5 separate regions of the Mus musculus genome follow, and regions 2, 3, 4 and 5 are each linked to region 1. A link is a contact called in public HiChIP or PLAC-seq and promoter capture Hi-C data. All regions are on one chromosome and are shown on one strand. The core of a region is the stretch at or near the end of the contact, and the rest is flanking DNA. Distances in the headings are between cores, read along the strand shown.

Region 1 (5,616 bases), core at 893-3,392:
ACTCAGTAAGGTGAGGCAGGAGGATCTCTGTGTAGCCCTGGCTCTCCCGTAACTCACCCTGTAGACCTCTGCACTCGGATTCCGTATCTCGTTGGGGTGCTAAGTGATGAGAAACATTCTGGAGCAAATGGGTCAAGCTTCTGCCCTTTAGCAGAGGCGACCTGGAATGAATGGCCTTTGGGAAAAGATCCCACTCCTTAAATTAACTGGCTTTGGCAGAAACAAGCAAGTCTTTCCTCGAGCTATGGACTGTGTGACACACAAACAACAACAACAGCAACAAAAATCTGACAAGGGCCAGCTGGCTTTGGGGACCTGACACTGCTTTCTTTCAGTTAAGAAGCAAATGCTACACTCTAAGGAAACCCCTTCCTCTTCAAAGACAACGGGAACTACCTGGTCTGCCAACGGACACTTCGCAGACCACAGTGAGAAGTGGATCAGAGTGCATTACAAACAGTACTGGCTATTGCTACCCAGCTAACCTGTTCATCCAGAAAGGGACGGGCAAGAGAGAAAATAAACGTTTCCCAGAGCCTTTAGGTCTGTATCGGTGCCTATAAAAAATAAAAATAAAAAATACACCCTGATTCACACCTCGCCTAAAAGGACTCAACTCTCTGTGAAACTTTGTGCTCAACACAAAGTTCTGCGAAAAGACAAAGGGGCAACAGCGTGAACTAAAAAGTGGCCAGCGGGGTTGAAGAACTCCAGTAACGGGAGGCCAGAAGCCTGCAGAAAACTTTTCCTTTGGGCCGTTTCTAATAAGAGGGAGCCGGCTTTCTCCCCCTGCCCTGCTTGCTACTTCTTGCTGAGTGTAGGAACTCAGCATGACGATGCACAACAGACACGTGCTCAAGCAGCGAGGCCTTGGTGCTGTGTCCTGAAGATCACAGAACCCAGTGGACACTGACTGAGCTCCAAGATCCCTTCATCGGTGCCTTGGTTCTGGGATCTGGCTGTGCTCCCTGGTGCAGGGACAGCTGCCCGAGAAAATAGGCATGTGGCCCGGCTGCGCCAGCAGTAGCCCAAGGTTCATCACCGCGCCAGGATTCCTCTTGTTTTTGAGTTGTAAGAGGAGTAGTTGGGGGAGGAGACCGGGGAGGGGAGAAGCGCAAAAGTGGGTGGGAGCGGCGCGAGGATTGGGAGGGAAGTAGTGAGCCACGAGGATTTCATCATGCAAACAGGCGGGTAGGTTTCATCAGCGTCTATACTGGGGCTCCAGGGCAAGCTGGGAATGCCTGGTTCCCGGAGGCCGGCCCCCACCCGCGCCAACTCAGCTTCCTCTTCCTCATCCTCCGCCACTTGGGCCAGTTCAACGCTGTGCCCTGCCCCCCAGGCCCGAGGAACGTGTTGTTCTGCACTACACCAGACGCCGCCCCTGCAGGAATCTCTCTCTTAACACAAGCCACAGGTGGCAGAGAAGCACCCTCAGCGTCCAGCCTCCATTAATGAGCGAGTGTCCAAAGCAAAGAGGGCTGCCTCCGGAAAGGTTAAAAAAAAAAAAAGTGTGCAGGCGTCACTTATTCCAAGGGAGATCAACTAAACTTAATCTCCAGGCCAGCCTCTTTCCCTGATCTTGTCCCACCCCAAACTGCCCTGACACCCACAGAGGTCGCCCTTAAGCACATGGTGGTCCTGGCAGAGTGCCTATCTGTATGCTCAGGGCACTCTGCCGTATCTCCCAGGAAAAGGCTAATAATGCAGGCAGTTTGCAGCCGGGTTCCAGACCACGCTCCACCACACCCAGAAGGCGAGCAACCGAGACGGTGACCCTTCTGCTTTCCCGACGCCCCTCGTCCGTTCTGGCCAGCTACCGAACCCCTCGAATGCCGCCCTCCCCGTCGCACGTGAGACTCCGGATCCCGACGTATCCTCCAGCCCCCCGAGGTCGCCCGTGACCCCGGCCAGCGCCTACCTCCCGGGGTGGTGCTGAAGAGCGTGCCGCCCGGAGTGGTGCTGTAGTCCCCGGGCGGGAGCTGCACGCCATCGCCGAGGGCTACGCGGCGAGTGGGGATGGCCCGGCTGGGAGTCTGGCTGCAGCTGCTGCCCGCCGACATGTCTCCTGCACGCCGCCCACGACCCTCCAGCAACCCCGCGGCACCTCGGCCCAGCCCTTCTCGTGCCCGGCCCGCCCCTTCCGCCTGGGCTCCACGCCCCCTGAGACTTGCGGTCCGCCCGGCCCCACCCAGCCCCAGCCCGCTGCCTGCAAGTGGTTCCCCAGCTGCTGACCTAGGCAGCTTCTGTCCTCTCCAGTGCAGGAACCCCAGTGTGGGCCCCTTGGGTTCCCTGGTTCCTCCCCGAGACTCTGGGAAGATCTAGGTAGGGATGACGGTGGCAGAACTCTCCGATTTGGTGGCAGCGTCTCAGCGCACCAGACCGCCTGCTTTCTATATTAGGATGTGACCTCTCGATCCCAGGCCGATCCTCAGAGAAGAAAGGGTGGGCTGATCCTTCGCCATTCTTAACGTTTCTACAGCTTTTACAGTTTTACAGTTTTTAGGAGTCAGAGCAGCGGCTGCACAGCGCACATTCCTGGACTTGGAAGGAGTAGTGGAAGAGTAAGAGGGACCTAGCCAGCCAGCTAGGAACCGAATATAAATCTGATGAGGAATGGGCAGGATCGAAGCTCTGCGTACTGTGGGCTGGGAGGATTAGAGTTAACCGGTCAAAGATCCGCATAGTACTTGGACTGGGTTCCACTCCAGCACTTTGTCTGGTAGTCACTAGGGAGGGAAGGGAAAATGCATGTCCAATCGGTTACAGTGTCTGTGTCAATCAATCTCCATATGGTAGGAAATGCCTATAATCCCGACCGTGAGGAGGCTGAAGCCCTAGGAGGATCCCAAGTTGACAGCCGAGGGAGGGCCAGAACCCTGTTCTCACTGTTGTCCGGGCTGGCCTGAGAGAACACACTGGGCCACCTTCCTCCCTTTGGGAGAAGCATGTTGAAAGGGGTTTTGCTTTTTGCCTTGTTTGGTTGTTCTAGAGGCCCCAGATTTCCTGGAACTACGATTTCAGGGAAGGGCCTGTTTATAAAGTCCAACATCCAAGTTCAGCATTCAAGTGGTCCACACTTGTCCCAGCAATGAGGAGACTGAAGCAGGAGGATTCTAGCCTGTGCTACCCAGCAAAACCCTGTCTCAGACACAGAAAGAAGAGAGAGAGACTTAAGCTGGGCATGCTAGCTCAGAGAAACTGAGACAGGAGCATTACAGAAAAGCTGAGGGCAGACATGGTTGTGGCGAGTTTGATGCACAGCCTGGGCCAGACATGTTAAGACGCTGTCTTAAACCGTGAAAGAGAGAGAGAAAAAAAAACACGGGGAAGGGGAAGCTTGGAACACAGCTCACTTGGTAGACAGTTTACCACGTATACACTAAGTCCACGGTTAAATCCGAAGCATCAACATAAAAACTGAACGTGGTGGCACTTTGTAAGCTTATAATCCTAGAACTCGGGAAGGGAAGGTTGGGGGATCAGCACTCGGGAGGCAGAGGCAGGCAGATTTCTGAGTTCGAGGCCAGCCTGGTCTACAAAGTGAGTTCCAGGACTGCCAGAGCTACACAGAGAAACCCTGTCTCAAAAAAACAAAAACAAAAAAACAAAAACAAAAACAAAAAAAAAACAAAAAAAAATTGGCCAAGCCAAGCCCAGTGGCTCTCTCTTACAGCTGCCTACAGACCCAAATAAGAAACTCTCATCTACATCTCCAGCACCATGTCTGCCTGTGTGCCACCATGCTCCCTGCCATGATGACAATGGACTAAACCTCTGAAACAGCAAGAAACCTCAATTGAATGTGCTCTTTTATAAGAGTTGCAGTGGTCATGGTATCTCGTCACAGCAATAGAACACTGACTAAGACAGTGTTCTATTACCCCTAAGGCACTTGGATAAGTTGAGGAGTTAAAGATGATTGCCCACAAGCCTACAGCCACAGCTAGGAGGGACCTGAGCCTGAGGGTAAGCACCGTTTCCCTGCCTTGGTAGCTCCATTGAGTAGCTTTCCAGGGAAGATAAGCTTCCCTCCTGGGCTTTGCGAACCACATGGCCCTGAGAATGATCGTTTTAGAGTTTTCTTACAAATTCCCTGCTCAATTCTTTCTCTTGCAGACCCATTTTGCCTATGGTGATTTCTGCCTCTCTCAGAGCAGGCACTCATTCATATCAAGTCTTCTAATGGAATATAAAAGGATATGGGGGATTGAGATGACCAAGCAGATAAAGGTACTTATTGCCAAATCTAACCTGAGTTTCATCCCTATGAGAGCTCGGGAACAGATTCCCATAAAATTACCTCTTCCCTCTACATGAGCTCCATAACATGTTTTTACATGCACCGTATGTACACACACAAAATAAAGGAGTGTAAAATATTTAATGGATGTAAGAAGCTAGGTACGGTGGCCAATACTGGTTCTCCCTGTACTTGGGAGATATAAGCAGGAAGATCAGAAGTTTAAGGTCATCCTGCGCTATAAAACACAATTTAAGTGCAGCCTGGAACATATGACCCTGTCTGAAAGAGGAGGGGGTGGGGGGAGACCCCCCTCACAGACAAGGTCGCACATACTTCTCATGTCAGATGTGGAAGAGGAGATTTCTCACAAGAGCAAAGTTATCCTACTGCAAGGGCTCTACCAGACCAGGTCTGACACTGCCTGTCTGGAGCCAGTGTTCTCAGAAGACTTCAGATTCCAATTCCCAGTGGAGACTGTGTCCTGTGTGTTTTGAAGTGCCGGCTGTCAGTTGACTGCCCACAACACTGCTTCTCTGGCCTGAAGAATATGCCATAGCAGTTCCTCGAACTCAGGGAAGATAATTACGTTCCCCACTTTATTATAAAGAATGTTACAAAGTCTGCAGTGATCCGCCAGACTGGAAGACTCACAGGGCCAAGTCTGAGAGGAATCTTCCTACCTTTCTGGTGTTGTGTAACACTCTACCCCTAATTAAAACATTCCCTGCCTGAGGGAGAAGGGAGACAGGAAAAACTCAGAAAATAAACTTACCTGACTCCGGACGTTCAGGGAAGATTCTTTTCTCTCTTCCTTTCTCTCTCTCTCTCTTCCTTCCTTCCTTCCTTCCTTCCTTCCTTCCTTCCTTCCTTCCTTCCTTCCTTCCTTTCTTTCTTCTCTCTCTCTCTCTCTCTCTCTCCCCTTCTTTCTTTCTCTCTCTCTCTCTTTCTTTCTTTCTTTCTTTCTTTCCTTCTTCCTTTTTTATTTGTTTTATGTACGTAAGTACACTGTCACTGTCTTCAGACGCACCAGAAGAGGTCATCAGATCCCATTACAGATGGTTGTGAGCCACCATGTGGTTGCTGGGAATTGAACTCAGGACCTCTGGAAGGGGGCAGCCAGTGCTTTTAACTGCTGAGTCATCTCTCCAACCCTCAGGGAAGTTTCAAAACACTAAGAAGAAAGTTACAAGTCAAGGGTGGCCACTCCCCTCCAAGTCCTCCCATGTCCCCTCTACCACCTTCCCTCTGAAGTTTCTGTATTCTGGGGTTTGTTTGTTTGTTTTTTTTTTTTTTGGTTGTTTTGTTTTGTTTTAAAGATTTATTTATTTATTATATGTAAGTACACTGTAGCTGTCCTCAGAGACTCCAGAAGA
Region 2 (5,567 bases), core at 980-3,479, 2.2 Mb after region 1:
TTTATCTGCTAGGTAAATTAACCCTGTTTTTAATTAGAAATTTGTAGCTCTAAGAGACTAGGAGGCATTTTTTATTTAAGCTAGTTAGCACTCTGTGTCCATAGTTAATGCAAAAGCAAAAACAGGCATAAAGCTCTCCGGGTGAGAGGAAGCATGCTCTTTCAAATGTGACTGTGACCCTGAATCTGGTGCCACACTGAAGACTTCTGGGCTCCGTGTGTGGGAGCTGTCCCCCGACTTTGTCTGGCCTTGTGATCCTGATGAAAAGAAAACCAAACAAAAATCAGTGGGCTTCTTTCTCTTTCTGTTCATGATCTTGTGTGTCTCCCATCCCCTAAAAAAAAAAAAAAAAAAAAAACTTTTGTGTGTTTTGGTTTTTCAGGGTTCGGGGATTATTTATTTAGGAGCGAATAAGGTTACAACCTACTTCAAAAGTCAGTGCCCTTTGTCTCTGGTTTCAGCTTAAAATCTTCCCCTAGAAAATTCTTTGGCTGCTCAACAGAATTGCTCAATGTGAAGATGAGGAACGAATGAAAAATAAATCAGGAACTCCTGAAGGGCCTCGAACATGCCCTGGCTCAAGGAAATGAGGTCATCTTTTGGCGTTTAAATTGCAAAATCTGTCTGTCCCTCTCTTAGAAACTGTTGGCTTGGTTATTAGTGCTGCATCAACGGGTCCTTACAGAAAGTTGAGAGGTTTCGGTACACACTCTGAGATCATGTTAAACACAATGCGGTGTATATTATGCAAACAAAGGAAAAGTACAGTTTCAGTGATCCTAACCAGCCCATACATGAGACTTGCAAGTTAGAACATTGTTAATAGCGGTGCCCAGAAAATATAATTATCTTTGTGAAGCCTCAAAACATTTAAAGTCTCAATTCTTGTTTCAGAATTCCCCTTCTGTCTGTATTTACACACATACACACACCCTTTAAATTTGTTTTTTGCTAGAGTCTTGCTACGGAGTCCAGGCTGGCTTTGAACTGATAATCCTCCTGCCTCAGCCTCCTGAGTGCTTGGATTACAAGTCTATGCCACCATATCCAGCCTAGGACAGTATTTTAATGTGAGCCAAAGATGGTGCATAAACCTTTAGTTTTCAAGGTGTGATGGCGTGTGGGTTTGTGGTTAAGCATAGATTGTGGATAAATCCGAAGGGATTTCTGGATTATAAAAGATACTGCATTTCCTGTGTGGAATAAAAGCAGTCTCTGGGGTTGGGTCCTTCTATAAAGCTTCGAAGGTATTGTTCTCTGTAGCTGAAGTATGTCCTATCCATTACTCTTCAATGCTTTGGTGGACTTGCTTACTCGGGTCAGGTGATAATCAGGGGAAAAAAAAAAAAAAGAAGCGTGTGTTTTTCATTCTCCGAACCACACCGAGGATATGGGAGACCGCAAACTAAAGTGGCACCTCTGGTCAAAGTGGCGGAGTGACAGCTCTACTTCCAAGTAGAAGGCTGCCCCTCCGGGAAGATTTAAGGTCCATCGTCCTAGTTTACTGGAAGCAAACTGGTTTGGTTTGGTTTTCCCCTTTCTACACAGGACTTATATGACCCTCTGAGTAAGCAGTGGACTGGTAATTGAGCGGTAGACTTGATACTTGTTTTCAGTGTCAACCAAATAAACAGCTATCTGGTAGCAGACGGCAGTGTTTTTGAAATTAGGCTTCCCATGTCGCCTGTTTAACCTCCTCCCCCACCCCCACCCCCCAAAATCTGTTTTCCTCAGTCCCTCGTTCTCTCTCTGTGTTATTGCCTGCCTGAGTCAATTATAGTCACTTATACCAGGTAGGCGTTGAATCAAGTGAATATTTGGCAAAAACACACAGTGTGACTGCTGGGCCCTCTGTTTATGAAGGTGTGGCATGCCCCGTTTGAGCCAGTGTTTGAGCCGTGAAACACCTCCTGCAAGCACTGAGCTTAGTGCATGGAAACTCCAGCTTCTTACGTTGTGTGAGCTCCTAATTGGTATGTAGCAAAACGTCATTTTCTAAAAACTGGTTGGTTGCTTGTTTTGTAATAAAAACATGTGAAATAGGAAATCTGGTTGTGTGTTTTCCTGGTCAGATCTCGTGGCCGTGGGTGGGTGGTCACGTTTCTCCCTTGCCCCAAGACTGGTTTTTGAGTGGACCCCTCCCTTCATGGCTTTGGGGTGGGTGGCCCTTGTCCTGGGATGGCATGGGTGGTGGGTGATATATGGGTGTGTGTGTGTAGAAGTGAGCCAGACTCTGACCTTTATAAAGTCCGAAGGCTGGCTGAGGCAGCATCCAGGCCAGGAAAAACAGTCGAATCGACGAGGTCAGGGAGCAAGATGAGCTTCCAGCGGTTGTGGGCTGTGCGAACACAGTTTCTCCTGCTGTGGTTGCTGCTACCAGCCGTGCCTGTTCCGTGGGCCGAGGCCAGGAGGTCCAGAGTCTCGCTGCCCTGTCCCGATGCCTGCGATCCCACGCGCTGCCCGACTCTGCCTACCTGCTCGGCCGGCTTGGCGCCGGTTCCCGATCGCTGCGGCTGCTGCCGAGTGTGCGCCGCGGCCGAGGGCCAGGAGTGTGGCGGGGCGCGGGGCCGGCCGTGCGCCCCAAGGCTGCGCTGCGGCGCCCCGTTCTCCCGGGATCCCTCGGGGGGCGCGTGGCTGGGCACCTGCGGCTGCGCGGAGGGTGCTGAGGATGCGGTAGTGTGCGGCAGCGATGGGCGCACCTACCCCAGCCTATGTGCGCTCCGCAAGGAGAACCGAGCCGCTCGCCAGCGGGGCGCGCTCCCGGCTGTGCCAGTGCAGAAGGGTGCCTGCGAGGAAGCAGGTGAGCGGGGCGCGGGCGAATCTCCTGACACTTCTCTTACTTTTCAGAGGGAGATGAAGTGAGTGCTCTAACTTCGCTCGCTCGCGAATTCAGTGGGCCTTCCTTCGCCATCTCTAGGGATTCAACCTGTTGTGGTTGTTCCTGGTGTTCTTGCCTGGTTAATTTTGGTCTCTTTACTGGCTGCCACTGGGCTTCCCTTTCTCCTTTTCTTCCCTCTGGTAGGACAGGGAGGGTCCTTTCATCTCCTGGTCTGGAGAACCTTCAGAGAAAGAGGGACGGGGAGATGCTGGGGAATTTTGAGATGCGACACCTGCATCCAGGGACGCACTCACCGTGGACCGTTTATTCACAGGGACCACAAGAGCAGGGCGGCTCCGGAGAAAGTACAACTTCATCGCCGCAGTGGTGGAGAAGGTGGCGCCGTCTGTGGTCCACTTGCAGCTGTTCCGCAGGTAAAGGTCCCATCTAGGATCAACTACCTCACCTGCTGGTTGCCAGATTTCTGACCATTAAAACCGCTGTGAGGAAACACAGATTCAAAGAGTTGGCTGGGGTGTAGGTGGGCAGTAGAATTCCGCAAAGCCTGCAGGAGACCTGACTTGCTAAGAGTTATTTCGCTAAAGAGCAAAGAGCCAAGCGCAAGGATTCTGGCTTCTAAATTGAAGCTACAGCAGTGCGTATTGGTGACTGGTGTTTCTTTCTCCCCGGTATCCCACAGCAAAACTAAAGGCTGACTGTAGGAGCTAGTAGTGAGCATTTGGTGGGCTTGTTTAGCCTTAGCACTCGCTTGCATGCAAGGAAACCCAAATGGAGAGCAAACTTAGTTTGTTCTGAGTCACAACGCCAGTTGGTAGTGGGAACTAAGAGCTAGATTCTGAGGCTGTGGCAGTAGTGTGAGCACAGGGTTAGCACCAGGTTTGGCCTGTTCGCTGCAGATGACAGACACACAGGTTCCCACACTGATCTAAAGGAGGAGACACCATCCTGGACCCAGATCTCAGTTGTGTTCAGAAAAGATGGCCAGGACGAGCTTCAGGCAGCTCACAAAGCACATGGAAGTGGGTAAGGCAAGAGTAAATGCATGAGAAAACTGGAAACGTAGCTGATAAACGTGAGGCTTCCTGCGACTCACACACAAAGGCTGGATTCCCTGATTTCCCTCCCTTCTGCTCACGCTACTGACTTGTTCCGGAACAGATCACCTCTCACCAACCAGGAAATCCCTTCCTCCAGCGGCTCTGGGTTCATAGTGTCTGAGGATGGGCTCATTGTCACCAATGCCCACGTCCTCACCAACCAGCAGAAGATCCAGGTAGAGCTCCAGAGCGGGGCCCGGTATGAAGCCACCGTCAAAGACATCGACCATAAACTGGACCTTGCACTGATTAAGATCGAGCCAGATGTGAGTACCTGAGAGAGCTGCTGAGTCAGAGCCTTCACATGTGAGGATTTCACAGTTCATGCTGGAATTCTTTTGTAATTCTCACTGTGCCTTTTCTTTGTATGTAGAGTATATGCCCGCACCCTACCCCCAGTATCCCAGCCAGCAGAGGCTACTGCTGCTGCTCCTCCCCCCTCTTCTTTTTCTCTCCCTCTTCCTCCTCTTCTCCTCCCTCTTCCTCTTCTTCCTCTTCTTCTTCTCCTCCTCCTTCCCCTTCCTCTCTTCTTGTCTTCTTCTTGTTCTTCCTCTGTTCTTCTTTCGCCTCTTTTCTTGTTCTTGTTGTTCTTGTTCTCCTTCTCCCCCTCCTCTCGTTGTTGTTGTTGTTGTTCTTCTTCTTCTCCTCCTCCTCCTCCTTCTCCTCCTCCTCATCCTTCTTCTCCTTCTCCTTCTTTTCCTCCTCCCCTCCTTCTCCTTCTTCTTCGAGACCACAGTGATGAGTGATGTGGAAGTTAAAATCTAGAGTATCACTGACCCTCACACCCCCTCTAACACCTCCCTCCGCACTTCTGCCCCTACCTGTTGTGATTCCAAGCTCCCGTCAGTAAATGAAGAACTTAGTTCCCGAAGCTGCGGTGGTACAGACTCCGGGTTCTCTTCCCATAGCTTCTCCCACTTTCCTCTGGCCCCCATCCCTGGCCATGTATAGGAGAGCCCAGAGTGAGGACAGGGATGGAAGGAAAAGCTTATCCTCATGAAAAGAGGTGGCGTACAGCATTGTAAAGTCAGCTCCTCTAGCTTGGGTTACCAACAGGACTCGGTATACAGCAGTGGTTCTCGAACTGTAGGTCACGACCCCTTTTGGCCAAACAAACAACCCCAAAAGGGTTCCATATCGGATATCCTGCATATCAATCAGATATTTACATTATGATTCATAACTAGCAAAATTACAGCTATGAAGTAGTAATGAAAATAACTTTATGGTTGTGGGTCACCACAACGTGAGGAACTCTATTAAGGGGTTGTTGCAGCATTAGGAGGGTTAAGAACCACTAGTTTAGAGGAGAGGACACAGCTCCTCCTAGTCCCCGAGGAAAGAGACCCTACAGCCTTTGGAAACAATGTTTGATTGTTTGCCCTTCTGGCATGGGTTACAGGGTCCGGCTGGACCACATCCTCCTCTGACCACGGCTGCTCTGCAATGGGGCTGACGTGTTGCAGGGTGGGCTTCTTGAACTGCAGGGACAAACTCCCCAGCCTCCCTCTCACTCCGTTCTTGATATTCATGTACTTTCCCTTGTGGGCCTGTACCAGGACAGTGGGGCCACAGCTCACACAACTCTGAGACTGAGTTGCAGAGCTGCCAAGCGACTGAACACTTTTCCA
Region 3 (5,812 bases), core at 1,828-4,327, 2.1 Mb after region 1:
TGTATGTATACCCGAGAGCAGATGCTTGGTGCCCTTGTAGGCCAGTAGAAGCTCAAAGCTAGAGTTGAGAAGGGTTGTAAGTCGCCTTATAGGTGGCCGGAACTCAAACTGGGTCCCATGCAACATCAGTTAGTGCTTTCAACTGCTGAGCCATCTCTCTCCAACCCTTACTCGATTTTATTTAACCTTTATCAAAGAGACCCATTTTACAGACACTTCTGTAGCTTTGATTCACTGCAAAATACACATCTGACCTGGCCACCATTTGTGGAAATGCTTCAGTAAGAGATTTTTAGTTATGTTAGTGGGAATTGAACGAAGAGCCCCACTCATGTTTGAGTACCTGTTATACACACAGGGCTACATCTACAGGGAGTTATATTTTAGATTTTCATGTTATATTAATCTGTAACCTCTGGGAAGGGCAACAAGCAGTGGAAAAGAAAAAAAGGCTGGTTTCTCAGCTTAAGATCATTTCCAAAACAACTAGGATTCGGTTGACTACTTAGCTAGGTATATGCATTCTGTTCAGGGAAGCCAAGGATAGCAGCAATGTCATGGTCTGCCGTCTCTAGAATCAAAGGGAAATGGACTCATGAGACTTACTGGACTCCTGTAACACACACAGAAGGCCTTGGAATGAGATACTTTGTTGCTGTTTACTCTAAGCCCAGACTTGTACAAGATAGGTGGTTTAGACACTTGGGCATCTGTTTCTCTTGTCTCAAGCTGTTGCTGCCGGGAGTCAGGCTTTATCACTCAGGCCATCCCTGGAGCTGGTTCTGCCTTTTGCTCCTTCAAGACAGGGCTGCCTCAGAAGCTTAGCCAAACTTGGAAAGACAAATGGAGACTGGTATGTTCATTTTTATAATTTACTGAATGTCTATTGAGTGTGTTCTCTTGTCCCAGGTCTCTGCAGAAGCAAATATATATATATATATATAAACGTGACATGGTCTCTGGCCTTTGGAATTTTATGGTCCAAAAGTAGACATGTTGCCCATGTTCTGCTAAGTGTAGGGTGACCTTGTATCAGGAGACAGTCTTGGCTTATGTCTGTTGTTCTGGTGTCATTACTAACAATGCACCTTTTCACTTAGTTTTAGAACTAAGTGAGACAGAATGGTCTGTATGAATATTCATGTATAAAGGGGGTAGAAAGTGTAGATAGACCAGTTGGTTTCCCCGCAGTAGTCACTGAGTTGAGTGACGAGAGAAGTTTGACCAGCCAAGGCCAGAGGTCTTTCGGGGAAACTTGGAGTTCAGATGGGAGAAGAGGTGTATTTCAGGAACGCAGAAAACCCTGCAGGCAAAGAGAGAGTGAGTTCTGGAATTAAGAGCCATGGTCGACTTACGTTAAGTATTGTTTGCCAAGTCTGCCCTTTGACAATGCCCCGAGGCTGTCATTAGACTGTCTAGACACCCCTGTCCCTTTTCTCCTCTTCCTCTTGCTTCGGGGCTAGGAATGGAGTTCAGGGCCGGGAGCCCTGCTGGAGATGCTGCCCCTTCTGGGGTACATCCCCAGTGTGGACTTGTGTTTGTACCATCTCTTAGGTGTTCTTGGGCATATCAAGGTTATATCTGGGTCTCTGCTGCTGATGGTTTGGGAAGCAGGATTAACCAGGCAGAGAAAGCCCTGAGGGACAAACTGTAATTCCGAGAAGTTCTGGAGTGCAGGAGCTATGCAAGGCACACGAGGATCGGGAGGAGGGAAAAAGAGGGTAGCAGTCTCGAGGAGGAGGAATGATCAAGCCCAGGTAAGGACTTACATGGGTACTATTTTCAAGCTACAGGGGTTTCTAATCTGAAGATTTGCTTGATCATAAACCCAAGACAACGACAGTTGGATAGTCTTGGCATAGTTCTTGTAGACCTAAAACAAAATGACTTCCGCTCACATTTTTAAAAAAAAAGTCTTTCAACACTTTTGACAGTCGTGTTTATCTCAGGCAAGAAGCAGTAATGGGCTCTAAAGTATACTCCTGCCTTTTTTTTTTTTTTATTATGGTAGGATACCTGCCAAGCCTTATCTTACATGTTTGCTTGTCTTTGTTATGAAGTGTATAAGACATTTGTGATTCATCTGCAGTACACGACGTGGTGCCAGCTTCTTTCAGGGTAAGCTCATGAGCATCCTGAAAATCTTCGCCTGACTTTGTTCTGAATTTTGGAGGCACACTCTCTGTGGGAATTGTAGCCACCTCACAGATTCTCTGAGACTGAGAAATGTCAGTATTATGGAAAACACACTGATGAGCTAATGGTCTCAAACTTGGCTTTGGAGGAAATGAATTCACTGGGAGAGAGGACCTGGGGCAGTCTCTTAGTGGAATCCTTCAAAGATAAAGGGGGGAAAATTCTTCTCTTCACCTTCAGAGGTAAAAGCCTTATTCTGAAGACTGTCACCAGATCTTGATGGCTCTGTACTGAAGAAGCAAAGGACATCAGAAACCAAGGACCCAGGAATTATCTGAAAAAAGCCTAAAGTTATGAAAAGAAAGAACAACAGGAAACGGCTCAGGCCGTCTTATCAGGGGGCAATTTTGCATCTATCCCAGGTCAGGGCACTCCGGAGCCCTCATGAGTGTGGCTTGGTGAGGGCAAGACAACTTCAATTCTTCTGTAACCTGGGAGCCTTCCAAATCCTGGGCGTAACAAGGATGGCGCTGACCAGTGTCAAGGATCGGGTACAACACTCTACAGAGGTTCTGAGTTGTTTTGTTTTTAAATAAGGGGCTTAACTTCTGTACAGCGCAGCTTCAGCCACGCCATTAAGTCCTAGCGGCAGGAAACACAGATAAAAGGGGAAGAGGAACAGCGCCGCGGCGCGCACACGCTCGGAAATGGACGGCGGCGGCGCGCGGCGCGCGGCAGGCGCGGATCCCGCGGGGAGGGCGAGCGCGGTCGAGCAGCCCCTGCCCAAGGCCGGGCGCGACCAGCGCGGCGGGGGGAGCGCGCTTCCAAGCGGCCGCCCCCGCGCGCCGCGCCAGTAGTTCGGTCCGAGGGGGCGGCTCCAGGGGCGCGGCTCCGCGGCGGCCGAGGCTGCTCCAGGCGGGAGCGGACCCCAGAGCCCAGCGACGCGGAGCAGGGCTGGCGGGGGAAGAAGCGGGCGGGCGAGCGGGCACGCGCGGGGGCGAGCTTCGGCGCGGCGGCCCGGAGGAGCGGGGGCGAGCGGCGCTGCGGGGCCGTGGGAGGAAGCGCTGCGCCCGGCCCGACGGCGCTCGTTGAGCCACATCCGCGGGTCGCCGGCGACGTTGCCGGCGCCTGTCAAGGCCCCTCCATTTTGAAGGAAGAGGCCGCCGTTCCCCCACCGCAGGGGCGGCAGCCGCGCTCATGGCGTTCAGTCCCTGGCAGATCCTGTCGCCCGTGCAGTGGGCCAAGTGGACGTGGTCCGCGGTGCGCGGTTCGGGCGCCGGAGAGGACGAAGCCGGAGGTCCCGAGGGCGACCCCGAGGAGGAAGAGGACTCGCAAGCCGAGACCAAATCCCTGAGTTTCAGGCAAGTACACCGCATCCCAGCCGAGATGCAGGCGGGCGCCATCCTCCCACCGCGGTCAATGCTGTGTGCGCGCAACCGTGTTCCCGGCTCTGCTGCCCGCAGCCGGGTCCCCGCTGTGTACCCGAAAGTTCGGGATGTTCTGTCTGCCCGTGTGCTTTTCGTCCTCTGTCTTCGCTGTAAGCTTTCTGAACCCAGCCCCGAATCCGCAGTCTGCGCATCCCGGTTTGCCTGGGTCGCTTTCTCGAAGCGTCGACACCCCGGCTCCGACGCAGCGGCACCGGGTAGTGGCAGTTGATAAGGCCAGGTGCGATTTGTAGCGTTTTCCCCTTGTGGGCAAGAAGTCGCTCCACCGCCCTTCTTGGCCCCGCAGTGTCCTAAAATGCAGCCTTGGTAAAAGAGGATCGCGTGATGACAGGTCCCTGGCAGCTGGTGAGAAATGGTGGTCTCTGCTGAGCTGTCACACGTGTGATTGTGGAAGGCAGGTGACGGCATTTTCAGCTTCCAGTGACTTCCAGACAGGTAGAGGCCTACGGAGAAGAACAGTATAGCTAGAATTGGCTTAGTTTGGGGGGTGGGGCGATATTAATTTTTACGCCCCTGGAAAGGGTTGATTGGGAAGTCTTTTTGTGTGTGTGTCTGTGCGTGTGAAAGGCAGCGATGACAAAAAAAAAAAAAAAAAAAAAAAAAAAAAAAAAAAAAAGGTCCTGGTGAGAAGCTTCAGAGGACGAAAGAGATTTCGGGGAGCTAGGATGCTGGGCATCGCTGAAAATGCTGCAGCCGTTCTCAGGCTGGGTTGAGGATTGGTTGGTTGTAAAGTTAGAGGCGCTGTACTTGCACTTTGGTGGCTGAGTACGTTTTAAAGGCAGTTGGAAATACCGTTGACTGTGGTAATGCCTCGTTTTTCCCCCTCGGCAGCTCGGATTCTGAAGGTAATTTTGAGACTCCTGAAGCTGAAACTCCAATCAGATCGCCTCTCAAGGAGTCTTGTGATTCATCACCGGGATTGGCAGAACCCGAGGCCAAACCCCAAGGTAACAAAACTTGAGTTTTCTACCTTTTTGGTTTTAACTTAAAAAAGAAAAAGAAAAAGAAAAATTTAAAAAGGATGTGTGCGTGCCCTGAGGACCACTTCAGACAGGATGAACTGGCTCCTTGCTGATTTGGATTTGTTTTTGTAACATAAACGTTTTGATCATCTGATGATCCAAAGCTTGCTTTATTCTCTGACTAGAGACTGTATGAGGTCATTTTTTTTCCCCCAGCCACTCCTGTTAGACTTCCTTCTAAACCCCGAATAAGTAAAAAAACGTAGCAATGGCTGGTCTGGTTATGTTTTAGATTTGGCCTCAAAGATTTCAGAGACTAGTTGTTTTCTACAAGGGTGTGGCTAGACACCAAATTATAGGTAAGAGTTGATTTTTGAGTTAGCAGTGTTAGGCAGTTTCAAAATTGCTTGCTTTTCTCTCCCACAATGGACCAGCGGGGAACCCTTCAGTCTAACCAAGAAAATCCGGTTCACATACTGTCCTTTCTACCCCCACCCCACCCCCATCCGAACCTAGTACCCGCCCTTTAATTCTCAATGCCTCTGGCCCACTAAATTAATGGAAATCTTTTTTTGTCACACTTAAAAAAAAAAAAAAAAAAAAAAAAAAAAAGACAGGCTCTCAGATAGCCCAGGCTGGCCTTGAACTGATCCTGCCTCCTCAAAGAATAACAGGCCTGAACCACCATGCTCAGTTTATTGTCACCTAGCTTTGAATAACATTTCACTTGTCCTGGTAGGAAGGAATTTGTTCCTTTGGTAAATGAATAGAGGCAGTGAAGCTCCTTTCTCACCGGGAACATTTTGGAGGGAAGTTGTCTTAGTCAGGGTTTCCCCTTGCTGGGAAGAGACACCATGACCAAGGCAACTCTTATTTCTTTTTTTTCTTTAAAGATTTATTTATTATAATATCTAAGTACACTGTAACTGTCTTCAGATGCACCAGAAGAGATCTCATTACGGATGGTTGTGAGCTACCATGTGGTTGCTGGGATTTGAACTCGGGACCTTCGGAAGAGCAGTCAGTGCTCTTAACCACTGAGCCATCTCTCCAGCCCCAAGGCAACTCTTATAAAGGACAACATTTAACCCGGGCTGGCTTACTGGTTCAGAAGTTCAGTCCATTATTGTCAAGGTGGGAACATGGCAGCATCTAGGCAGGCATGGTGCAGGAGGAGCTGAGAGTTCTGCATCTTCATCTGAAGGCTGCTAGAATAAAACTGGCTCCCACATAGCTAGTAGGAGGGTCTCAAAGTCCTCCCCCACAGTG
Region 4 (5,966 bases), core at 2,167-4,666, 2.2 Mb after region 1:
GAATTGGATGGTGCAGTACTCTTTGGCACTCTGTCATTAAAACAAGCTCATTAGCTGGGCGGTGGTGGCGCACACCTTTAATCCCAGCACTTGGGAGGCAGAAGCAGGAGGATTTCTGAGTTCGAGGTCAGCCTGGTCTACAAAGTGAGTTCCAGGACAGCCAGGGCTATACAGAGAAACCCTGTCTTGAAATCCAGCCCCCCCCCCCCCAAAAAAAAAAACCCAACCAAACAAAACCAAGTAAAATGGCCTAGAAAAATGGCCACCGACTCCTGGAGACTCCTGGAGGTATACTACTTGGCCCCAAAGCAGTTTATCTCTGGGCAAAACTCACTGTTGTGAAGTGGACCGAGCGAATTGACTTTGGCCTCATCAAGTGGCCCCAGCTGCAGCTCAATAGCTTGATAACAGGAACCTCTGAGGGCAGAGACTAACACGGTTCCCTGGAGGGAACACTGGCTTACCACTCCATGTCATTGGCCTCTCTAGGTCACCAGCCATTAGCTTCGAAAATAGAAAGTGCAGAACAAAACAGCTGCGTTAGACAGAGGGCTCCTTAGATGCTTAGGTTCTGACTAGATATCTCCAGTCTTCAGGGGACGATTCTCTACTGGAAGAATCTAGGAGTAGTTAAGCCCTATATTCTGGAGCGAATTGAGACCACTAACTAGCCGCAAAATCTTCATCAGATTTTGGAACTTATGTTGCTCTGATCCGGGGAGGTGCCCGAAACAGTCTTTGGCGTCCTTATCTCTACAGGTGAGACTCATATCGTTGGTTTAGTGCAGTGGGACAAAGCAGATGAATAAAGTCAAGATAAGGAAAATATTTCAAAATGAATTTATCAAGAGATGCTAAAGGCTGGAGAAGCTAGATACAAATGCCGCTGTCCTTTGATTTCCATTGTGTGAAATGTCCCAAATATGTAGACTGGGTGGAGAGCAAATTAGTGATTACTTAAGGCTGAAAGAAAAGAGAGAGGATGGAAATTGTCTGGAACTATACAGTGGCCACAGATGAACAGTACGTTGGATGTTACCACGGGTGCACATTAAATTGGTTAAAATGGTGTCATGTCTGGTATATGTATTTTTTGAGACAGACAGATAGACAGACAAGTTGAGTTGAAGCCCTGCTCTGAGGTGTTTGTTAGAGGACGTGAAGGGGTTATCTGAGAAGCCGGGGAAACCAGGATGCTAGAAGGGGTTTCCGTGCAGAAATTATCGTCTACTCCCGGAGGCAGCAGTAAGGAGGCTCTCGGTGAAGTATGAGCCTTCCTCAGCTCCGGGTCTTGCTCTCCCCCAGGGAGTAAAGCTGACCTCAACTGTGCTGAGGCTCACTCAAAGCTACCAGTCGGTGAGATTCACTACCTGTCACAGAGGCTCTTCTGGCTCTTCAGGATATTGAAGGCGGATTTCTCTGCGGCCCAGAAGGGTACACACAGGTTCCTACCTTGTCTTTGTTGGAAACTGAGGCCTTTGGCTTCTCTGCCTGCCAGGCAGCCAATACAGTAGTGCTCAGAAAATATTTGTGGGTCTGTGACTGGGTGAGTCAGGCAGGCCTCACAGGAGCCGTTTTATGGGTTTTAATAGGAACCATACCGTGAAATCCGAAGCACCACGGCACTGCTGCTTAGCGATCACCCCAGCGGGAGTTTTGGGCAGCACTCATTCAGCAAATTTAACCTGAGCTGATGGTTTAGAGCAGCCTCCATTTTACGGTAAAAATGACCATCTCGTTAAAAAAAAAAAAAAAAAAAAGTACATAGCACCTTTGTGTAGGAAGGAAACCCCGCAAGAATTGACTCGCTTGACCCAGATATAGAAACTGAGGCACTGAGCGGGGTCACGGGTCACCAGCTGCCTAAGGAATGGGAGCCGGTTAGGAGAAATGCTACTTGAAGCCCCAATGCAGGGCAAGGGACCTCCTCAAACGTACAAAATTGACGTTGATGTTTATTTCAAGGGAAATGGCTCCCCTCTCCCCACCTCGTTTTCTTTTCCTTCCTCATTCAGAGCATAATGTTCTAAAGCAAACGTCTTTTTTTCACACCTGAGCGAACTGGGCGGCTCATTTTCGCTTTGGCTATCAAAATAGAAGAGGAAGCGCCTGCGGTTTCATCAGGGGAGCTTTCGGGGCGTGTGCTGCCGGGCGTCCCGCCTTCCTGCCGGCTCACCTGGCTGCAGCCCTCAGCCCCCAGGCTGCCAGGCTGCCTTTGCCTCGCACCGTACTTCCCACCCGCGAAGCCAGGCCTAGTCCTGCAGAGCTTCCGGGGGCGACTTTTTCACTACACACTCCGAGTACCTTGGACCCACACGGCTGACATCAGCATCCTCCTCCCCGCCCCCAGCCCCCAAAGCCGCATCTCTCGGTGCTCGGTCCCTGGGCTGACAATTTTACCGTAAAATTGAGTCCACTTTGTCTGCCTGGCGTTACTTATATTTAAATGTCAATGTCTCCACGAGGGAGGCCTGCGTTAGACCGGACAGACCTGCCCTCTACTGACTGGGGACCCAGAACAAGTTACCTAATGTCTTGGAGTCTCGGTTTCCTCATCGGCCCCAGCACCGGATTGATACCTACGGGTTGCTGTGTGACTGAAGGGCGAGGGCGCTGGAGTTCTGTCTGGTCACCCTAGGCTGAACCTATCGAATCCAGCTTCTCTTTCCCACTTCTCTCCGTGCTCCAAGAAGGGCCAGGCAAGCTGGGTCAGGGCGTTGGCGACCCTCTTAGCTCCGGGGGGTGCACTTTAGACCGCAGGGGGCGATGCGTTCCTCTCTCCACCCCTAAACTCCCAACGCCCCCTCGCCCTCCGGGCAGCCGCGGTTTGGGCCGGCTGCACAGTGCGCAGAAGTAGGCTCGGGACGTGACGGTCGAGCACCCCATCGCGGACACCTGCTGCAGCCGGGTTACATCCCACCAACCTCCTCCCCCCCGCCATCCCCCGCTGCTGTCCCCTCGAGGTCTCCGCACCCCTCTCCTCCCCCCTGGAGGCCCGAGGAGCATTGTACTCACATCCGGGGCTGGGTTTTGCTTTAATGTGAAACGAAATTAACCCGGAAAAAAAGAGTCGAGAGACGGCCTTGGAGGACAGCTGAGGATAAGGGAGAAGTGTGCCGCAGGACAGGCGGGAAGCGAAGCCCCGAGGCGCAGAGCTCTGGGACCCGATGCGACCCTTGCTGCGCAGAGCGCGGTGAGTCGGGCAGAGAGGCGCAAGGGTCCGGGCGCGGAGGGCAGAGAGGGGAGCAGGGCGGCTGGGTTTGCTTGGTGGCGCCAGTCCGGGTGGTGGACGGCGACCGGAGGTGGCCCAATGGGCCACCTCCCCTAGCTCCCAGGAAAGCCCCAAATGCAGCCCCTCCTCCAGTGCACTGGCGCCTCCTGGGTGACCAAGGTCGCCACCGCCAGGGGTCGGGCTGTGGGGTGGGGCGTGTGGGGGCGGTGTCCTGTGGAGCTGCAGATTCTCACGTTTGCAGCGGCGAAACTTCTCCGAGGTTCAAGCACAGGGGTGGTAGCCCCTCAAGGACTGCCCGGGCAGCGGGTAGGGGAGGAGCGCAGAGAACGTCCCAGGCAAGTCCCTCAGGCACGAGTTGGGTGTTGGAGCCTCTTCCTTCTCCTTCTCACTCCTTTTTAACTTGGCGCGGGCCTAGAATGCTACCCTGGGGAGACTCCTCCTTTCGTCTGCTCCCGCCATGGGCTTCTGGGATTCCTGGCAATGGAGGTGACTTGGTGGAAAACGTAGGTCGGTTCCAGGTTAGGTAACCCTTTCGAGGGGAAGCCTCAAAAGGCTGTCCCCTTTAACGTCCGCGCTTCCCTGTTCTGCTCAGCCATGGAGACTTAAAATTTAAAAGGAAAAGAAAAGAAGAAAGGAGAGATGGGGCCAGGTCGTGTGGGAAGGGAAAAAAAGTATCAGGGCATGACCAGGGCACCCTTGTACACCTTCTGCCCTGGGCAGCCCTGCCCCGAGTCTTTCACCTTTAAGGCTTCCTTCCTTCGTGAACATCTTCCGTTTGTACTCCTTCTGTCCCTGATTGGACTCAATTAAGAGTTTTTCAGAGGCGCATAAACACTAGAGGAGGAGCAGGGGAGAACGAACCAGTTGCGGCTCCTGGGAGCATTTTGGTTTGCAGTAGAGGCTGAAGTTCCAAAATTGTGCTAGTGTTCTTAATGTCTTTGATTAGCTGTCCCCCATCCCCCACTCTTTCTTTGTTGCCTCCCACTCCTCCACCCCCCCACCCCCCTCCAGGAGGAGTATAACGCTTCCAGCAACAGCTAAGCAGAAGACACAGGAAGGGTAGAAGTTTTATCTTCAACTTGGTTGCATCTAGTGACTTGTTAATAATAATGATAATAACTTGGTAATAAGAACGTACTGAGTTAGCAGTGGGCCAGCAGCTCACCGGGTCTTTAGGGAGTTGTCAGACTAGTGAAGGACCCTGGCTGTGCAGAGCATCAAACTGGAGTCCCTGGTGTTTGGAGAAGCCAGAGGAGGATTTCTGAAGCATAATCAGTGGCCTTGGCAGAGTTTAGCTTTCCCTGGGTGCTGCCTGAGGCAGGGTTCTAAGAAGAGTAGAGTTTGTTGAGCAAATGAATGAAAGCTATCACTGAGAAGAAACAGAAGAAAGGTGGGGCCTCAGGTTGTGTCAGGCAACGTTTCTCTAGCTATTGTCTTTAGACTGATGAGTCCTTTGGCTGTATCTGCAGATGTCTTTTTACAGATTACTGGTACCCTTAGTGGAGTTTTAGCTGGCTTACATGGGAGTCTTACCTACCTCTTAACTGGCGAATTTCTACCCGGGATCAATTTGGGAACTGCCTGTCCTTTGGTGGAGAGATGGCACACCCTTCTCTTCCCTTACATTAGTGCTTGCTGCTTCTCCCTTGTGTGAAAGGAAGTAGGGCCTGCAACCTCCCTCATGTCATCCCAGTGACGTGAAGAGAGCTCAGATCTCTTGGGATTGGGGTTTTTATTGAGGGACACAATCCATCCTGGACACACACAGGGTTTGGTTGTTGGCTGCTGCTGAAGCAACTCTGCAGATGTGGGAAAGGGACAGCAGAATGTATCTCCAGATAGAGAGCTTGCCTTGCAAAGCCCCCCCTCACCTGACCCCCCCTACCCTCCAGCCCCAGAGGGGGTGAGGGAGGGAGACAAGTGTTAGCTGGCCCACCAAACCCCAGGAGAGCAGCAGTCCTGCACTTGCTCCCAGGTGTGTGCTACAACACTAGACGACCAAGGAGCAGGAACACGGCCATGTGTGCATCCCGCTGATACTTCCTCGAGTCGATACAGGTGCACATCTGGGCGATGTCCCTGTGGCCGGCTAGATGGCTCAGATTGAACTGGATGTAGACTGCTGACGCTTTTTGGGTCTCAGAAAGCAAGGAGGCTTTCTTTATTCTGTCCCCTCCAGGGGGCCTTGGTTGCTAGGAGTTTGGGCTGGGCACAGCGCTCCCCTTGTGAGATCTCTCCTCCATGAACAGTTTGGGCAGTCTTACTTTCACTTTCTTGTCTGTCTTGGTTTAAGCGGGATAGGACTCAGCAATCTAATCTGCTAGGCTTTGGAAAGGAAGGAAGCAGAACAAACATTATTGCAGTGTGACAGGCTGTGGGGAGAGAAAAACCCCTGCCCTGCCCAGCAGAAGCCAGTAACCAAGAGAAAGGATTGGCTAGACTGGGAAGATGGGCACCATCCTTTGGGGGATTGTATCTGGAAGACCTTTGATCCAAATCTTGGCTCCCAGAATCTCAAAACACATGCTTTCCCATCGAACACACAGGTTTAAACAGCCCCTTTGCCTCCCCATTCCTTGGCCCGGGGTTTACTGGTTAGCAGTTAAGAATTTCCAACACATTATTTATTTAAGTCGTCAGAGTGATTGTCTCTGTTGCAAATGAGGAAACAAGTTCAGGAGAGCCCAGCGGTTTGTCCATGTTTGAACCCAGGTTCTCTTCACTCTAAACCCTT
Region 5 (6,254 bases), core at 1,830-4,329, 2.2 Mb after region 1:
AAAATGTTTAGAATCAGAGTTCTACCCTTTACTTAATTCATTTCCAACAGAGAAAGCAGAGCCACTCAGTCTCCCTCGTACCTTATCATTGCTTTCCCACTGTTTCCCTTGTCTCAGCAGCGTGAGACTGGAGAACAGGAGTGTTCATTTCTCACAGCCTCTGAGTGTTACCAGTCCTTGAGGACCCTGGCTGAGGCAGAGTTTGAATCTTGTGTCGATACATTCAGCTTTTAATTAAAATAGTCACAACTAAGTTACCGTTATGGAATGCCAGTCAGACTTTTACCAATTACCTAGAGGGCAAAATTTCAGTGTATTTAAAATATCTCTTTACTTTAAGAGCTGTCCTCTTGGTTGTGGTGTTACAAAGCCTATTCGTTTGTGTCTGAGGTGGCAAAAATGTTTTCTCACAACTCAACCCTGCATTATAATATAGTGTCGAGTCTACAGTGCTAAGGTGGTAACATAAATTCCTTAAGTATGAGCTGGGCCCAGTGATGCAGACCTGTATCTTAGTGCTAGGCACAGTGATGCAGACCTGTATCTTAGTGCTAGGCACAGTGATACAGACCTGTATCTTAGTGCTAGGCACAGTGATGCAGACCTGTATCTTAGTGCTAGGCACAGTGATGCAGACCTGTATCTTAGTGCTAGGCACAGTGATGCAGACCTGTATCTTAGTGCTAGGCACAGTGATGCAGACCTGTATCTTAGTGCTAGGCACAGTGATGCAGACCTGTATCTTAGTGCTAGGCACAGTGATGCAGACCTGTATCTTAGCGCTAGGCACAGTGATGCAGACCTGTATCTTAGCGCTAGGCACAGTGATGCAGACCTGTATCTTAGCGCTAGGCACAGTGATGCAGACCTGTATCTTAGTGCTAGGCACAGTGATGCAGACCTGTATCTTAGTGCTAGGCACAGTGATGCAGACCTGTATCTTAGTGCTAGGCACAGTGATGCAGACCTGTATCTTAGTGCTAGGCCCAGTGATGCAGACCTGTATCTTAGTGCTAGGCACAGTGATGCAGACCTGTATCTTAGTGCTAGGCACAGTGATGCAGACCTGTATCTTAGTGCTAGGCACAGTGATGCAGACCTGTATCTTAGTGCTAGGCACAGTGATGCAGACCTGTATCTTAGCGCTAGAAGGCTCAAGCAAGAGGAACCTGGTTTTAAGGCTAGCTTGGGCTGTAGTGAGACCTTTTCACAGACAGACAGACAAACAACCAACCTACCAGCACAACAAAACTCAAACCAAACCAAACCAAACCAAACCAAACCAAACTTCATTGGGTTTTGAGAGACCAAGTTAGATGCACTCACTTTAAGGCTATACTACTGGCTTCTCTGGAATGTTTTATCCTCAAATAAAATCATAACTGACAGACTCTAGCTACTTCCAACGGATATGGTGCAGGCCGGCTGTCACCTGCATGAGGAACTTGCTCCAAGTGCGTGTGTAACCAAGAAAGGCCAGTTCAGCACCAGCTTTACAAAGTGCATGGCTTTGCTGTTGTTGCTGCTGCTCTGTTAAGAAAAGCCTTGCTTTGAAAGTACAGTCGATGTCTTGGCTTTAATTTGTTAGTTTCAACAGTCAAAGGAAGCAATACAGGTTGGTCTTTGCACTTGGGTGGCTTGGGCACAGGCATGGTTGGTTCCTGAGGAAAGCAAATGTGCTCTTCAGCCGTTAAAACCTTTGTCATGTTTCCAGCGACAGTTATACGGATGAAGTTGTAAAAAAAAAAAAAAAAAATCAAGTCTGTCTGTATGCCCTTCTGTAATTCTTTAACAGCACCCGGCCATGCTTCCCACGAAGGTGCCTGTACAAAGAACAAAATCCTCACCTTGAGACAACCATAACCAAGCTCCTGGGAGGCAGTTGCATTTCCAACGTGATCCACTGGGGCATCACAGTCTACGAACTCGTCGGGTCTGCAAATCAGTAAGATTTTTCATCAGTGCCTTTTGCCGATTGCTTCTGTGTCCGCACGCAATGCTATTTTCGTTCCTCTTTTAATATCTGTTCCTCCTTCTGTACTGGGAACTGGATACGCTAGAGGTGCTATCTACCTTTGAGCTACATTTCCAGCCCTTGAATTTTCTTTCTTTCTTTTTTTTTTAAATTTGAGACAAGTTACCCAGGCTGGCTGGTTGGCCTTGAACTCATCCTGTAACCAAGGCAGCAGAAAGGGTGCAGGAAGTGGAAGGGTTCTGTAGCCTACATTACTCCTTCCCAGTATCTACCACTAACACACAGTTTAATTGCTTTCTGTGGCAGGGCAATTGAGAGGCACCAGTCCCGGAATCACCTCCCCGAGGTGGAAGCAGCCTTCCGCTCCCACAACCAACAGCTATCCCTGGCCCGATCCCCCTCTAGGTCCGCCCGCCACGTCCCGGCAGCTTACAGGTAAGAGCAAAGGATGACTGGCGAGTTGGGGTCGCTGTATTCCCAGCTTGAGGCCGCGGGACCCTCGAGGTGAGCGGCGCCCGAGGGTGTGAGATCCAGTTCGGCCGTAGCATTAAACGAGTGGCTCCGAGAAACACAGTGCAGCAGCAGCAGGTTCCCCAATAGCAGGGCCGCCTGGCCGCACAGCAATAGGTAACTCACAGGGCAGCCGCCCAGCACCATCTTCCCGGGGGCCGGTCCTAGAGACCTGGCCTAAAAACAAAGCCAGGCCGCCACGGCCCACCGGAGCCCGGCGCTGTCAGGCCTCTCTCTACGTCGGGTACGCAACCCTCCGTTCCACAGCCAACCCGTGCGCAGCTCGACGCTCCGCCTGCCACTACGGCCAATCAGAAACGGCCAGGGGAAAGGTGTGGCCTGGCTTCGCTCCGCCCTCCAGTAGACCCTTCACTGCTGCACGGAGCGGAGGGAGGGTGGAGCTTCCCTTAGCCCCGCCCTCCAGCCCCTCCTACCTTCTCTAGTCTCCGCTGAGCGGGCGGAGGGGCGGAACAGCCGGGCGCGAACTGGAGCGGCGGCGGCGGCGGCCGCCGGTGGGTTGGCCAGACTGTATTTTCCCTACGTCAGCCTCTGGCCGCGGGATCGGGAAAGGGGCGGGGTTTTTGGGGGGGGGGGGGTTGCTGCGTCAGTGCCGCGCGCGTGCTCGCCGAGGGCGAGCGCCCCGCCAGCCCGGGGGCCCCCGCGGGGTTGCAAGGATGACCGAAGGGGCGGAGGCGGCGGCCGCGCGTTGAGCGGAACCTGCCGAAGCCCTCGCTATGGGGCCGCGCGCGCTCTCGCCCCTTGCCTCTCTGCGACTAAGGTGGCTGCTGGCGTGTGGCTTGCTGGGCCCAGTCCTCGAGGCCGGGCGACCAGGTGGGTGCCGGACGGGAACCGTGCTGTGGGGAGTGAGTGCTGGGTGGTGAGGGCTGCGAGGCGGACCCTGGGCTCCGGCTCCCCTGTCAGCGCTGACCCGGAGCCCGGTGGCCGGCGGCCGGCTGCACTGTGGCGGTGCGCTCGCTACTCCCGGGCTGCAGCGAGTGCTTTGCGGGTGGAGTGGCTGTCACCAGCTCTGGGCTGGGAGATGGAACTTTTGCTTCAGTCTATCAGGATTTGGGGTTTGACGTTCGCCGTCTTGGACGACTCAGCAGTAGGTCCACAGGGATCCCGATGGAGAAGAGGGCGGGTTTTCCTTGGGCCGTTTTTTTTTTTTTTTTTTTTTTTTTTTTTGTTAGTAAGGATACTTAAAATAATAAAATCAACGAAACGCTACGTTTCTAGAGCCTGTAGTTCAATCTATCTAAATCTGGACAAAGAATCTCTGCTCTGTTTAACCCAGGGGATTATCGGAAAGAATTAAATTACTGTTCGCCAGCACATCTGAATTGTGAAACTTCCCGTAAATATGTAAGATATTTATATTGTGGATGATGAAACTGAATGGGAACACACTAGGTTCTTTTTTTCCTGGAAATAAGTTATTTATTTCATCCTTTGTATTAAATTAGTGTTTGCATGGCTTAGTTATCTCTTTGAGCTCCGGGAACACTATGGACAATAGAAGGCTTTACAAAATTGTTGCCTTCAAAGGTGATGAGTGTAGATTTGAGTTCAGGACCGCTGACCTTCACGAAACTAATTACAGCTTCTTGTCTTTGGCTTTCTCCTTTTTAATTAAGTTAGCGTCCTCCTGGAGTTTATAAATACTGACAAATTTTCAATGGGATGCTTCCAGGACGTGTCTGATGAAACGTGCTGTTCTAGTTAACAATATCGCTATGAAAGGAACTGAAATTTTAATAATCTCTAACTTCTTGTGTTTGCCAGCAAAAACCAGATTATATTTTTAGTACATGTATATGTTTGTTGTTACACATGGGCATAAAAATGAATGGAATATCCTTGTGTTCTTCAGTTGCTGCTGCAATGGGCCAGCTGCTCACATAGGCATGAGTATTCGCTTTGGAAATCTATCCAGCCTTCATCAGGAAGGAAACCCATTCCTGATGCTTTTGGAGGATCTAAAGGGTGACCATGTGGACTAAGATATAGGAGAGATGCTGAAGGGTTTTTTTTTTTTTGTTTGTTTGTTTTTGTTTTTTGTTTTTTGGTGTTGTGTGTGTGTGTGTGTGTGTGTGTGGTTTTTTTTTTTCCTTTTTTGAAAGTGTGATTTTTGAACTGAGCTAAAAGGGTGAGAGAATTTCAACTTAAAAAGAGTGGAGGGATCCATTATAAACATAAGGAGCTTTATTTTTACCCCCTCCAAGAGTAAGTGGTTATAAAAGAAAACAACTTGTTGGAAAAGGGTGAGAGTGTTAATGTGTGGTTAGGTAGCTTGTGGAAAGAGATCCTGGGAGGGAAAGCCAGGTGGACTGGCACCACGGATGAGACCTGTGCTAAGCTAGGGAGTCACAGTCACCCTGTAGGTTGGTTTGGGGCATGAAGATTTCTAAGGAGTGTGACCATCAGAGTGTTGGTTAATAGGTTAATACACTATGGGGGTTGGACTCTAGGAGAGTGGAGAGAGCGAGGCGGAGCCAGGTTTTGAGGTGTTGGCGGTGGGGCTGTGAGTCAACTCAAATTTCCTGAAGTGAATGATCTTCCAAAATCAGCTGAGTTTTTGGAATACAGGATGTTTAAAGCATGAACTGGGACATCCTCCCATTAGCCATGTTGGGAGCTAAGCTGGTGTGAGGAGGATTTTAAACTGTTGTTTATAGTATTGTGTCCAGAATAAGTACAGAATAATTTCTGAGTAGTGGATTCAAATGATTAAAAACAGCAACAACAACAACAAACCTCCGGGATCAACAAATATAAGGAAATCAGATATTTGAAACCTCTTGATTTGTTTTTTTCTTGCATAAGATAGCAAATACAATATGTAGACGAAAAATGATTTAGAAACACTGGTGTTCTAAAGAAGATGAATTTGAAAACTCACTCATGGTGAATAATTGGAAAATGAAGTAGATATAATCGTAGGAACTTAGGTCTCATCTTCATATGGCTGCAGATTTTTAAAATTAATTTTAAAATCAGTATATAAGATCATGGGTTTTCTTAGGACAGTGTCATGTGTGTTTATCATGGTACTTTTTCACTTAGCTCATTCTCTTCTCGTGTTCTCTTTCTTTTTTTTTTTTTTTCTTTTGGTTTTTCGAGACAGGGTTTCTCTGTGTAGCCCTGGCTGTCCTGGAACTCACTTTGTAGACCAGGCTGGCCTCGAACTCAGAAATCCACCTGCCTCTGCTTCCCGAGTGCTGGGATTAAAGGCGTGAGCCACCATGCCCAGCTCGTGTTCTCCCTCCCATCATCCTGTCTCTACTCTTATGTCACATATATGTGAGAGAAAATACATTTCAGTTGACATGGTAGCTGCCAGTGCTACTACCGGGTTTCCTGCTGAGGGTACATTTTGTTCTTGGTGACTGAATGGAATTCCCCTGTGCGTATGTACTCCTTTTGCTCTATTCCTTTCTTTGTTGCTGAACATCTAAGCTAATTTTGTATTTTGGAAAGAACAGATTAAAACACATTTATCCATGTTATAAAAGAAAATGTTGTCTTAAAGATATTTTGGTTTCCAAACTTCTAAGTAGTAAGTGAAAACATACCTGGTTGATAGGTACAAAATTTCTGGTCTTTGAAAACTAGTTTTATATTTTGCTTTTCCCAAATTTGGTTTCAAATCTGTTCTTTTGCTTGTTTTGCTTTTTCAAGAGAGCGTCTCACTGTGTAGCTCTAGCTGCCCTGAAACTCACTATGTAGACCAGGCTGGCCTGCCTCTGCCTCGAGAGTGCTGGGATTAAAG

What was found. Promoter capture Hi-C pulls out the DNA fragments that hold promoters and counts their contacts. HiChIP or PLAC-seq counts read pairs in DNA pulled down with a chosen protein or histone mark.
Region 2: an H3K27ac HiChIP or PLAC-seq map of bone marrow-derived dendritic cells shows a contact between it and region 1, with 15 times the contacts expected there. The contact joins the promoter of Htra4 here to the promoter of Eif4ebp1 in region 1. A contact is called at or near these places in 1 of 39 promoter capture datasets (neutrophils) and 1 of 115 datasets of contacts at active chromatin or transcription factors (bone marrow-derived dendritic cells).
Region 3: a promoter capture Hi-C map of neutrophils shows a contact between it and region 1, with 3 times the contacts expected there. The contact joins the promoter of Tacc1 here to the promoter of Eif4ebp1 in region 1.
Region 4: a promoter capture Hi-C map of pre-B cells shows a contact between it and region 1, with 2.5 times the contacts expected there. The contact joins the promoter of Plekha2 here to the promoter of Eif4ebp1 in region 1.
Region 5: an H3K27ac HiChIP or PLAC-seq map of embryonic stem cells shows a contact between it and region 1, with 5 read pairs. The contact joins the promoter of Adam9 here to the promoter of Eif4ebp1 in region 1. A contact is called at or near these places in 2 of 39 promoter capture datasets (liver and pre-B cells) and 1 of 115 datasets of contacts at active chromatin or transcription factors (embryonic stem cells).

Annotation. Positions count from the first base shown.
Region 1 is chr8:27,256,853-27,262,468 of GRCm38.p6, reverse strand. Eif4ebp1 (eukaryotic translation initiation factor 4E binding protein 1) reads right to left here and starts at 2,142. Exons shown (of 3, transcript NM_007918.3): 1 at 1,919-2,142. The coding sequence starts at 2,060.
Region 2 is chr8:25,035,624-25,041,190 of GRCm38.p6, reverse strand. Htra4 (HtrA serine peptidase 4) reads left to right here and starts at 2,229. Exons shown (of 9, transcript NM_001081187.3): 1 at 2,229-2,800; 2 at 3,153-3,252; 3 at 3,998-4,202. The coding sequence starts at 2,317. Plekha2 (pleckstrin homology domain-containing, family A (phosphoinositide binding specific) member 2) reads left to right here. Exons shown (of 12, transcript NM_031257.3): 12 at 1-2,047.
Region 3 is chr8:25,198,807-25,204,618 of GRCm38.p6, reverse strand. Tacc1 (transforming, acidic coiled-coil containing protein 1) reads left to right here and starts at 3,077. Exons shown (of 13, transcript NM_177089.5): 1 at 3,077-3,497; 2 at 4,413-4,528. The coding sequence starts at 3,334.
Region 4 is chr8:25,099,261-25,105,226 of GRCm38.p6, reverse strand. Plekha2 (pleckstrin homology domain-containing, family A (phosphoinositide binding specific) member 2) reads left to right here and starts at 3,416. Exons shown (of 12, transcript NM_031257.3): 1 at 3,416-3,567. It overlaps 5830408C22Rik (RIKEN cDNA 5830408C22 gene), which reads right to left and starts at 3,048. Exons shown (of 2, transcript NR_155282.1): 1 at 3,016-3,048.
Region 5 is chr8:25,013,747-25,020,000 of GRCm38.p6, reverse strand. It overlaps Adam9 (a disintegrin and metallopeptidase domain 9 (meltrin gamma)), which reads left to right and starts at 3,079. Exons shown (of 22, transcript NM_001270996.1): 1 at 3,079-3,316. The coding sequence starts at 3,220. It overlaps Tm2d2 (TM2 domain containing 2), which reads right to left and starts at 2,790. Exons shown (of 4, transcript NM_027194.3): 1 at 2,409-2,790; 2 at 1,848-1,935. The coding sequence starts at 2,632.